Linked DNA regions of Bombyx mori: region 1 is linked to region 2. Evidence: chromatin contacts called from public Hi-C data. All regions are on one chromosome and are shown on one strand. Each heading gives the region's core, a stretch centred on a gene start, on an enhancer-like site or on the middle of the called end of the contact. The rest is flanking DNA. Distances are from core to core; before and after follow the strand shown.

Region 1 (6,157 bases), core at 992-3,491, 34 kb before region 2:
AGGCTAGAGGGTTGTCTGCATAGTTAGGCACCAAACACACACTCATCGGTTCGTTTGTGGCCCCTATAATCTCCACTCTTTTCTCTTGAGGACCATTTGGTAATGCATTCAAGTCTGGAAAAAAAATAGTTTTGCTTCAACTTGGATGGGCTTTGGTCATTTTTATGGTCAGATCGTCTCTCGTCAACTAATATCTTTGACATCGAGAATTCAAAATCTTTAAATTTTATATTCGTTTACGATTAAAGTAAATCTAGGTGAGGTGTATAATATTGTTTAGTTATATACGTGAGATTTAACATTAGTTAGAAAACTAACCTCTACATAAATGAGTTATAATTGTATGCTGCACTTGTTTAATGGTGACACATGGTGGTTTGTAAACACAAACCAAGCCATTTAAAGCTTTATACGCCAATGCTCCAGTACATAATTTCGCCATTTATCATGCCAGTTCCCAACAAAGTTCTCAGTTGAACAAAATAATCAAACTTCAAATTTTTCAAAACATCTTCGTTTTCGGTTTGATTTTTTCAATTGAACTGGTAAAGGGAGAGTAGCACACACAGCTTTCTCGATTTGAAAATTAAATAATTATGGGAGCATTTCGAGAACTTCATGTTGTTAAAACGTTCCATTATGACTTAATAATTTAAATATTGTCAGAAGACTGTTGAATACACGTTCTGTTAAATATACATCATTTTTTAAATTACACTGCATTACTATTTATTAGCAATATCTTCTTTATCATGAGACCAACAAACGTCGGTTTCTGGACACAGGGGTCCATTACAGATAACATCCACTGGATTCCCGCGACCTTTATGCCGGCCACTGACATTCGTACAATGTACGAATATTTGCGCGCATGTGAAGGGCCGTCAAACATTTATTCGCAAACCTAGCGGCGCGGCTGTGCAAATGGGTTCGCATACTCAATTTGCGAACCCGTTTGCGCTTCCTTCTACACTTGTTTACGAATGTCTCACGAATTTCTCCTCCTTTTTAATTCGTCAATAGAACATTGAAGAGAAAAAGAGTTTTTAATTCTTTCCCAGACATCATTAACAGCCATGCTGTTTTTATGGGATTTCTTTTGATGAAGATACGCTACACAGTAGACGTCCCGAACTATGAAAATGGCGTATAGTATACGTCCGTTACCTTCGCAATCGTCGGCGCAACTGGGCAAGCGAATGTGTGGGAGACTACGCGAAGGTTCGAGGTTCGCGCGCTTTGATGTCTGTTAAAAAACCGACACAGCTTGGAAAACCACGAATGCAGCGAAAACTTTGCATAATCATTCGCAAATGTCGTCCCACACTTGCGGGTTTGCGTATTCGTGAGCATGTGAGTGACCGGTGTTAGTATATTGTCGGATCACCTTCTGGGAGTCATAAAAAAGCTGTCACTCGGTGCGCGATCACCATTCACGCAAATACTTTTTTGTTTTAATTTTATTCTATTATGGAGTTTTTTTATGATTCGTCTGAAAATAGAGATTGCCTAATTAGTTGTATGTTTGACGATTTTTTTTCTATTTAAGCTGTTATTGTAACGTTCATGCCAGAGGGAGCTGTTGATAGCCGGAAACCAAGTGATTTTGGTGGAATACTGACAATGCCAGCACTAAACAAAAAAATGTGTGCGTGTACTAGTGTACACACGTAAGAAGTGAAACTTGTTTATGGCCTTATTTTTCGAAAAATGATCTACATGCAACTTTCTAGAAATTGGTTAAATAAAGTTAAATTAGATAAAGTTTAAACAAAAGGATTTTATTATCATAGACATGAATACAAAAAAGTTAAATTAGATAAAGTTTAAACAAAAGGATTTTATTATCATAGACATGAATACAAAACAGATGGCGCGTAACGGAAAAAAGTGACGCGTAACCGAAAAATGTGACGGTAAATTTTTTTCCAACGCCGATAAGGAAGTTTCACTTCAAAAATCCTAAGGCGTTCAAAACTAAACTTTTTCATTTTTTTGTTCAAACGTGGTTTCACAAGAATACTCGGAGGTATTCATTATGACGATGATGATGACTCGGAGGTAGGCATTGCTAACTTTTGTACATGACTACAATAAAAATTTTGAATACATAATTTTGGAGTATTTGTAAATGTGTATCTTAAACTTCGGGAGACAATTTTTTTTGTATTAATTTTACTCTTATTTTATTAAATACTAAGGCAGATGGTATAAGTACTAGCACTAAAGAACAGCTGACATACCTTGTTCTATGTATTGTTTCTTCAAATAATCTGTGATCATAAATGTCAATTGTCATTGTCACGTCGTCACGATTTACTCAACATGTCAGTTGTCTTTTAACTACCTAGACGGGAGCGGCGAGCAATGGCCGATTGAAAGTCTCGCCACCGTTGATATCACTCGACGGCATACGTGTTCCATTATTGTGTTCCAACAGGAATTAATTCTTCCCGTGTTTTATTATATACAGTAAGAGTTAAAAAATTTAATACGTTGTGGTTTTATGAATAGTGTAACAGTTTAATGTGTAGGTGTTCGTGAATTCGTCGGACTCTAGTTTCGTATGAAACCATTGAACTGTAAGTTGAATGATTGGATTATTTTTATTACTTGTTGATTTTGTAATTCAGTTTCGTCAGAAATTTTCTTTAGACGTTTTATGAGTATTGAACATGGTTTCCATTTTTTCAGTTTTATTTCGCCTGACCCTAATGTTTACTTCCAAACACAGCTTACATACATACGACTTATAGCAAGACACGCGCCTCATTAACTTTTGATTTACTTACTACATCTATTACGAAAAAAAAAGTAAATTTATAATTTATTCAATTTTCTAAATTTAAAAAAGAAATTGAACAAAACAAATAATTAAGGGACCATGTACTACATTTTTTTTAAAATCTAGCAACAATTATAATTATCACCTGTTAAATAATGTATGTTGTAAATATTCATGCTTTATCACTCCACACCAATTGTGCAATATCAGCAATATATATATTACTAAGCACTTATTGGGGTTATTAATATATAAACACACATTAATTTCACGGCACAAGAAGTAAACTGGTATATCAATAGAAATCTCATAGTAATTATTTTTGAATTTGGCATACTTTATGTATTCTTATAATTGTAAATAAAACAAATATTAGCTTAAATCATTGAACTTCATTAAATCTCTGATTCCTAAACACCTAATATCTTTTAATTGAGGAATAAAACAGTACATAAATTACTATTAACTATCTAAAAAATTTCTCTTAACAATTTTCTCATTAAGGGCACATTTAATGTGAAAATATATTTTTGGATTTTCGCATTAAATATGCACACAATATATTATAATGTATTGGATTAATTGCAGTGAAAACATTTCTCAAAACCCTAACAAAGTTACAAAGTGAGTGATGTTTCATTTAAATGATCATAAACATGTTTTGTATATAGTCTAAAATCAAATAATATTGTCAACTTGTTCACAAAAATTTTAGTGTGATGAATGGGTAGTTGCCAAGCATCAAGAAGCATTTATCCTTTTTGTTATTGGTGGACATTTATTTGCAGTTTATGACTTTTTTGGTATGAAAGAGAACATGAAGAGAATTGACAAGGGATTGTAAGATATTGCCACGTATAATCATCACACATAAGATATATCTCTGAAATATTAATGTATCAATTTGAAATAAATTCTGATGAAGTAGTCACAAAAATATTTCTTCTTTCTGATGGTATTTGTTAATAAGACAATAATGAATAAAATTATTGGATCCTTGATATGTGTAAAAGAAACGTAAGGTGCAAGATTCTATTATACAGATTGGTCGAGCTAAGGAAATTGTATTATAGTGTAGAAAAAAGAGTTATATAGGTGATGCAATTAGAAGTCTTCTTCTTTTTCTTCACCTTATTCCACTACTACTACTAGGGCTGGTGCAACTAATTTTTCTCTTGCATTCTATTCTATCAGCCTTCATCTCAACACTAATTCCTCTCTCTCTCTCCCTCATATCGTCATTCACACACTTCATCCATGTCTTCTTCGGTCGATTAGAAGTGAATTTGGCAATAACGTCAAACTAAAATATGGTTTTGTTTCGTCAAAATTAAAGCAAGTTATTATAAGATTTTTAGGGTATTAATGGTTCTGTCATACACCACCAAACAGCCAAATAGATGATTCAGGGTTGATGATTCTGATGTTTAAAAAAAAAAGTACTTTGGTACATTTTGCTTTTGCATTAACTTATGCTATCAATTTTTTCTTGTGAAAAGAAAACACCCAAACATGCAAATATGCAGTAGAAGCCTTTCGTTTTTAATTTTTTTATTTGATAAGTCTTGAGACTTTTCAGTATGTTTTCTACATTATAGCCAAGTGGATCCTTTCTTTGATTGTTCCTATAATGTATTCATTCATCTCAAATGTTTTAATAATTTTTATATATTTGGAAATTTGTGTATTGCATGCAATGTCAGTGCACCTTTGCCAGGAAGTAAGATAGTAGTTAGTGGTAGTAGTAATAGTAAAATGGAAATACTATTATAAATTCTTGTTGTTTTTTTTTATATTTGTTAGGTGGGTGAACGAGCTCGCGGCCTGTCCGATGCTAAGTGGTTACCGGAGCCCATAGACATCTACAATGTAAATTCCGCCACACACCTGAGATATGAGTTCTATGGTTTCAGTATAGTTACAACAGCTACCCCACCCTTTAAACCGAAACGCATTACTGCTTTCCAGCGTAATGCTGTTTATAGCGTTATTCGTAGCGTAATTCCACGTTTTGAATTCTATTTACATGCGGCTCGCGTACTACACCGCAATACGAAACGATCTGTTCAAAACTCTTCAATTCGTTTGTTCGTTGTCGGTATGTGAGGCCCTCTCCCAGACCAACGGTCGTCTCCAAGGCTGTCGACGTGTACGCAAAACGCGCCAAGGTTACCCCGTTTCAACACCGAAGGCCGATCATCGGATCGCGCCTCACGCATCTCTCATATTGATGAAACGGATGTGATTTGGATTTTTAATGCCTCATCACATCACATTTTCCTCGTCGGACGTCCGAGAAATAATAAAATACAATATCATTTTCTTTAAAAATTAACATAAATTATTTTACCTGCCGTTTTCATGGGGTTAACGTACTGACTCTTCACGGAACTGGGTAATCCTTATAAAGTTTAATTTGTATTAATTCTTGAAATGATAAGAGCACTACACAAATATTAGCCAAATTTGAATTTACTGCGACTAGAGGCATAAGATACAGGATGAGACTAGAGGCTATTGTTATATCCCATCATGCGTCCGTGTATCCGCTATTTTCTTATTTATTGACTTATTTATTTTTTATTTAGTTATTACACTTCATGTAAAATTTACATTGGCGGACTTGATGTCTAAGACATTCTCTTCCAGTCAACCAAAGGTAGTGCAGAGTAAATGAGTTATTTATCATCTCACTAATCTTATCTTCTCCTATCTTAAATAGAGGCTATTAAGTGTGCGAAGGCCCGCGCTGGTTATTGGCATCGCTTTATACATTTCAGGAGTGAAGCTATCACGCGTTCTGGTTTGTGTCTCTATTTAATTCAAATGAGACTGATTCCGTGTGTCCAAAGTGGCCGATGTCATTCACATGGTTTGGTTCTGGAAACAGCATAACACAAGATGCATATTGTGTGCTCGTCGCCTGTGCTAATAAAAAAATAGAACGAATGAAATATTCCATGGAACGTTTTCTTTTTATTCGTGCCACTAAATTCAATCAACGATATAATTAAAAGCTAGGCTTTAATCCGTAATGATGTCTCCATGCGACAAAGCTTCCTCGTTTGTCCGAGTATACAGTTTGAGCCATTTTACATCTGAACATCTGTGTGAATTCTCCTTGTCTTGTGCCTCCGAACCAACCGAGTTCTGTCGAACACATCTGGTTTTTATTATAATCGCTTACGGAATCAATGTCTTATCTGATTATATCTTTATTCTTTACATCTACAACTTAACATTCCATTTGTAATAATTTTATTGTCAGTTTGTTGTGAGCGTCAATATCTTTGGGTATTGGAAAAACAAAATGGATTTGTTTCACCTGCCATATTTTAGTCTTAATGAGTTAAATATAGTATGGCAACTCTG
Region 2 (5,841 bases), core at 138-2,637:
ACAAACTTGAGTCGTGCTAATGATGTATAAATTTTCTTCTGCAAATAGTTTGTGTGCTTTTGTAATTCTTATGTGGAATTTGTCACGTGCATACGCTATCGTCTCCGTTGAATGTTAAACAATTGAGCGAAATCACTGAAAACTTTAAAAGAACCATCACGGGAATGATCAATAAATATGAAAATATTTCAAAAACTATATCAAAACATATTTAGAGAACAAAACTGTTGAATATCGGTGATTGATTTTTTGAATATTTTTTTTGTGCTTTGATATCAATAGTTTTTACCTTATTGGTTTAAAAATAAGAGGAGAGAGGGCATGACGACTCACTAAAGATTTATTTTAATATCCACTTCTCGTACAGCCACAAAATAACTAGACCCATGTGAGCGGTGTTTATAGAACGGACATTAGAGGAGAAGGGAAAGTAAAACATTTGACCAGTCTCTTAAATAGAAAAAAAAGCTGGTTTCTCTGTTGTGCCTGAAAACCTAAAAGAACATAAGAAATCACTAGGGACCGCAATCGTTTGTGTTCTATCTTGAGGAATAGGATGGTCGTTATTTTAAAAAACCTGATCGAGATTTCGATCTCAAGCCACAACGTCACAGCGAAAGTAATGTTAGAATCATCTGTCCACCCACGTCAATTTAAAAATTCTGGAAGTGATTTTAAATGTCTGGATGTTGTATGGACGGTTCATGCAATCTATTCATGTTCATATTTGTTTACGGCGCCGGCGGAGCCGCGGCTGTCTAGCGCCACTATTTATGTTATTTCACACACCTCTTTTGTTCTTTATGTAAAATGGATCAGACGATTAATAAATGGTTTTAGTTTTACTTTAAATATAGTTGTCCAAGGGCACACGAGGCCGCCCAGACTGATGCTGTTTTCGTTAATGCTTGCCGTTGTGGTACGAGTAGATGACATTTCATAATGATGAAGACGTTTCAATATTTCATTCACAATAAACAAATGCACGATTAATTGGAATCTTTTTATGTAATATTTACTTTGTCAATAGCGAAATAAGTTAAAGTATTTCGTAAGATCTGCTATCAACAAAAAGAAAAAAGAAAATAACGTAGTAAATTTTCAATAACGGAGGAAATAATGAAGAGTGGATGCCACGGACACACCCGCATAATGACGGCGATGATGTCATATGCATTGTTTTTGTTATTTTTCAATTATTCCACCATCGAATTTAAAATGTTTTTCTAATTCAGTCATTTATGAATGGAACGATATAGGTTTTTCAATTAAAAAAAATAAAAATGTATTGATAAAAATGAAAATGAATCAACATCCATATTGAATCCGTAGGTAGGTAGATATGATAAGCTTCGTTTAAATTTAATTTACAAAATGTAGGCGTATCATCGTATGTTGCAGTTTCTGTATGTCGTGCTATTCTGATAACGTCTAAAATTGGTATAACATTGTTACATTGTAACATTAAAATTTTCAACGCTATTTTATATTTTGATTTTACTGATGTATTGTTGATCGTGCCCTAAAATGGAGGCTAGCTGAAAACTAAAAGTTATAATCGCGTTAATATTTTTTACACAGAGTTAAGTAGTGTAACGTATTATAAAAAGTAATATACGTGCTCCATGCTTCACCATGCGTCACCAAGCAGACACCAATGGAGAAGGAGATCCTTACGCGGAAGTGGCATTGGATTGGTCACATATCCACCCACCTATCAAAGAGAGCACTGATCTGGAAAGTGTCTGGCAGAAGGAAGAGAGGGCGCCCCAGAACAACTTGGCGTCGCTCGGTGGAGCAGGAGCTAGGTCTCTTGGGCATGACGTGGGAGGAGCTGGAACAGACTGCTTAAGACCGATGTAAATGGAAGGATTTGATTCGAGCCCTACACCCCAGCAGAGGGTAACAGGAAAGAAAGATGATGATGCTTCGCGGGAGACCCCACTGCTTTAAAATACGAGTCTCTGACCAGACCTACCAACATTTTGGAAGCCAATTTGAATGTGGTTTCGGTGATTCCAATGATGGACTGCCCCGGATCTTGAGTTTGTGCTAAAAATAGTTATTACCTTAAATTTTGATAGTAAGATTCCATTTTGGTACTCTGTACGATAGTCGCAGTAAGTAATCGTTTCCCGTGTGAAAGGGGCGTGCTTTCGCGCGACGTCGTTTCATTACCAGCGGTAATTGCATCAAGATCCATCTCGGTGCACCGTTGCAACGCACTCAACGATTTACTTTCACTGGCGCTATGTGCGCGATCATACTTTTAAATCCCGGTTTTGCACTCGCGCGATGCTCGCGTGAACTGTATAAAGTAAATGTGAAGTCGTCGTGGCCTAAAGGATAAGACGTCCGGTGCATTCGTATCTAGCGATGCAACGGTTTTCGAATCCCGCAGGCGGGTACCAATTTTTCTAATGAAATACGTACTTAACGAATGTTCACGATTGATTTCCACGGTGAAGGAATAACATCGTGTAATAAAAATCAAACCCGCAAAAATAATAATTTGCGTATATAATTACTGTTGGTAGGACCTCTTGTGAGTCCGTACGGGTAGGTTAGGTGTCCGCCTATTTCTGCCGTAAAGCAGTAATGCGTTTCGGTCTGAAGGGTGGGGCAGCCGTTGTAACTATACTGAGACCTTAGAACTTATATCTCAAGGTGGGTGGCGCATTTACGTTGTAGATGTCTATGGGCTCCAGTAACCACTTAACACCAGGTGGGCTGTGAGCTTGTCAACCCATCTAAGCAATAAAAAAATGTAAATTTTTGTATCGCATACAACTACAACCTGAATGTCTTCAGCCTTCGTTTTCAATTGCGTTGGAGTAGTACATGTTGTATTGCTCAAAACAAGACGACGGATACCAAGCTCGTCACCAATTAGGCGATTTATAAATTTTGCCGGTTTAATTTTACGGGATAATTGCCAGGTAGTCTTCATTTACCTCGTACTCCATAGACTCCTCCGAGCACCACGAGTAAATAAATAATAACTTGGTAATTAATTTTCTCTTCACTTTCCTTGGCGTAATCGGAGCGTGGTCAGCGGCCCGTGGTGATATGGTTACGGCATACGATTTCCATTTCTTACTTGTCCTTTTTTCTGTATAAACAAACGTCTGTACCAGGACGTCCACGTTTGACTCCTCGTTGTCGACAGTTTCCGGTTTCGGATGTATCCAGGACTAGACACGTAACCCTCTTGATGCCATGTATTCATCAGTTCGCAATCTTGTACATGCGAAACTAATTCCTAGGTTTTGGGAATACGGATAACACGGAAAATATTTACCTTACCTAACGCAGTAATTTCGGCAAACGTCACTGACTTTTTGTTTAATGAGATCATGGAGTTCAGAACGCGAGGACGACAATGGCCTGACGTTATTTTACAACAAGGAAAGTACTTTTCTTTTTATAGATCATTGATCTTGTAAATGTGTCTACTAAATCGATCTGTCGATTCGTTTGTCGCCACCTTCATTCCAGTTTCTGTTTGAGCAATTATAAGACATTACTTGAAACGAAAATTGGGTGACTAAAGGTAATATTCATTATTGCCCGATACTGTACATGTCTTGCCTAGAACGTGCGACTTCTGAATAGGAACCACGTTTGTAAGTTGGACTGTAATAATATAACCATCTATAGCATTGTCAATCTGCTCTTTTTCATTTAACCAACAAAGAAATTAACTGAAATAAGAAATTTATTGTTCCTACTGGAACTGAAGAAAATATTTTCTCAAATTTCATTAATATGATATTCATGTCACGAAACATACCGGTAATTACCAGTTATACACCTTACAGCACAACTCTAAACCGTGGTCGACCACGCGTGAAAACGTAGCTAAATACCACATTTCACTCTGACCATTACCGAGAAAACTGTCCAAGAATAGAGTGCTTAACTTCGTTTCCACTTGTTTTATAAGTTATCTGGAGTTTGCTACACCCGTTGACTTTTCCGTATTTACCTGCGTAACGTTTAGTACTTTAAATAAAAAGTTGAACTCCAAAATGAGGTCGTTTTAATGTAGAGTAGTCAGCGGTGTAGGTACTATAAACAGCCGATTGCTTTCGTCGATGTCCGTGAATAAAAGCGATCATGCACAGGAGAGAACGCGGACTGAATTGTTTGGGAAAATGAGAGAAGTCCTTTATTGAAGTGAAACTTCTTTAGATACGTTCAGAGTAAAATTTAATAACTTGCGACAGATTCGTTACGGCTAGAGAGAAAAGATACAATTTAGGAAGAGCGAGAGTGAGAAAATATACAGAGCAACTCGCGAACCACTCGACCTTCCGACCACAGCATTCCTTATTTCAAAAGAAATTTGATTTAAGGATTAAAAATGCAGAAAATTACAATACTACACACCACAAAAGAAGATTCACTTCTTTCACGTGCACCAAGTTGCACTCACACCATTTTTTTGTCAAAATAAGATGTCCAAAATTTCGTAAGCCTGATTCAGGTTGAATTTAAATGTAGACGTCGATTGGCGTTTTGTTTTTAATATTTTACTTCTTAAATCGCAAACTATTTGCAAAAGTACCTACATAAATAGTGAAGTTATAAAATAAATTGCCCATTAATATTTCCATTTCACTGGCAGCATCGTGCGGTGTTTGTTTATACCGCTATTAGTCAAACCCGTCTGCCGCGCGGTATCCACCTGACATCTGTTAGCGGGCTGCTTTCGACCTGTCAACACCGCTTCGAAATCTGCAACAGCGAATATAAACGTAGCGCGTTCTCGTCGTGGCGTGGGTGCGATCTTCTCATCAACAAATTTCCTGTAAAACCTCCGCGCTTGTTTACACACCCAGCCTCACTCCCGGTTGCTATTCCAGCTCTTAACAACAATCGGGCGTTAAAAATATGTAGCACACGTTCTAAGGAATTCGGCACTCATCGCCGTTGCTGATAACGGACGCAAGCAATATTTGACGGCAACAGACGCGAGGAAAATTGTATTTTTTACACTAAATTAAATAAACAACATGCGTTGTGGATGAATCACGTTGGTTTATTTTTAAATTATTGGCACTGATTATCAGTTTAGTCCGTTGCGCTACCAAACAACCTTACTTAATAGGTACATTAAAACAACACACTGCCAAATTTGAAAGGGTGGGGCAGCCGTTGTACTGTTAAAACTGAGATCTTACGACTGATGTCTCGAGATGGGTGGCGGCATTTACGTTGTAGATGTCTATGGGCTCCGGTAACCACTTAACATCAGGTGGGCCGTGAGCTCGTCAACCCATCTAAGTAATAAAAAAATCTATTCCAACCACGAAGAAGTAATTTCTGCCGTTTTCCAGGTCCTTATTTCGGTCGTCTGCGCACCTACTCATCCTTGGCATTAAAAATAGCATCAGTTTTGTGTCGATTTAGCCCACTTTCGCAACTAGTATTTCAGAAGTGAATCGTGAGCTAAACGGTCAAGATTATTACTAAATCGCAAGAATCTCTCTAATTTATCAACGCATTAACATCTTCAATGAGATTACATTACGCTCTTCGCAACTGTGTGGTATAATATATTTATATAATCGTAAAGTGCCTATAATCGAGTACCTACAAATGTAAATATTGTTTTATTATCGTTATTATTTGTCCGATACTATAAATAATAACAAGAGCGATTTGTTTTTGGAACGAAGTTCCTTATCGCGCGTTGTGAAAGGGGGCTAGACGGAAAAAATTCTTACGAAAAGTTGTCACGACACTTTTTACATCCGTCATTCTGACCAATCAACGTGTAGGCGCTTATCGCGTGACATTGCTCGTATCCGATTGGTCCGCGTAATGAGTACAGTT

Evidence for each region. A called contact is a pair of places that touch in the nucleus more often than the background predicts.
Region 1: a Hi-C map of whole pupa shows a contact between it and region 2, with 2.4 times the contacts expected there. The contact joins the promoter of LOC101745243 here to the enhancer-like site in region 2. A contact is called at or near these places in 3 of 7 Hi-C or Micro-C datasets (all in whole pupa).

What each region holds. Positions count from the first base shown.
Region 1 is chr15:539,394-545,550 of ASM3026992v2, reverse strand. LOC101745243 reads left to right here and starts at 2,241. Exons shown (of 13, transcript XM_038015819.2): 1 at 2,241-2,582. It overlaps LOC101740103 (pseudouridylate synthase TRUB2, mitochondrial), which reads right to left and starts at 791. Exons shown (of 5, transcript XM_004928652.5): 1 at 319-791; 2 at 1-114. The coding sequence starts at 442.
Region 2 is chr15:504,712-510,552 of ASM3026992v2, reverse strand. All of the region lies in intron 2 of LOC101745243, which reads left to right. Among protein-coding and RNA genes, the nearest start is that of LOC101745243, 36 kb to the left of the region's middle. Within about 2 kb of position 1,387, at least 3 of the 8 cell types and tissues checked have open chromatin away from gene starts, as enhancers often do.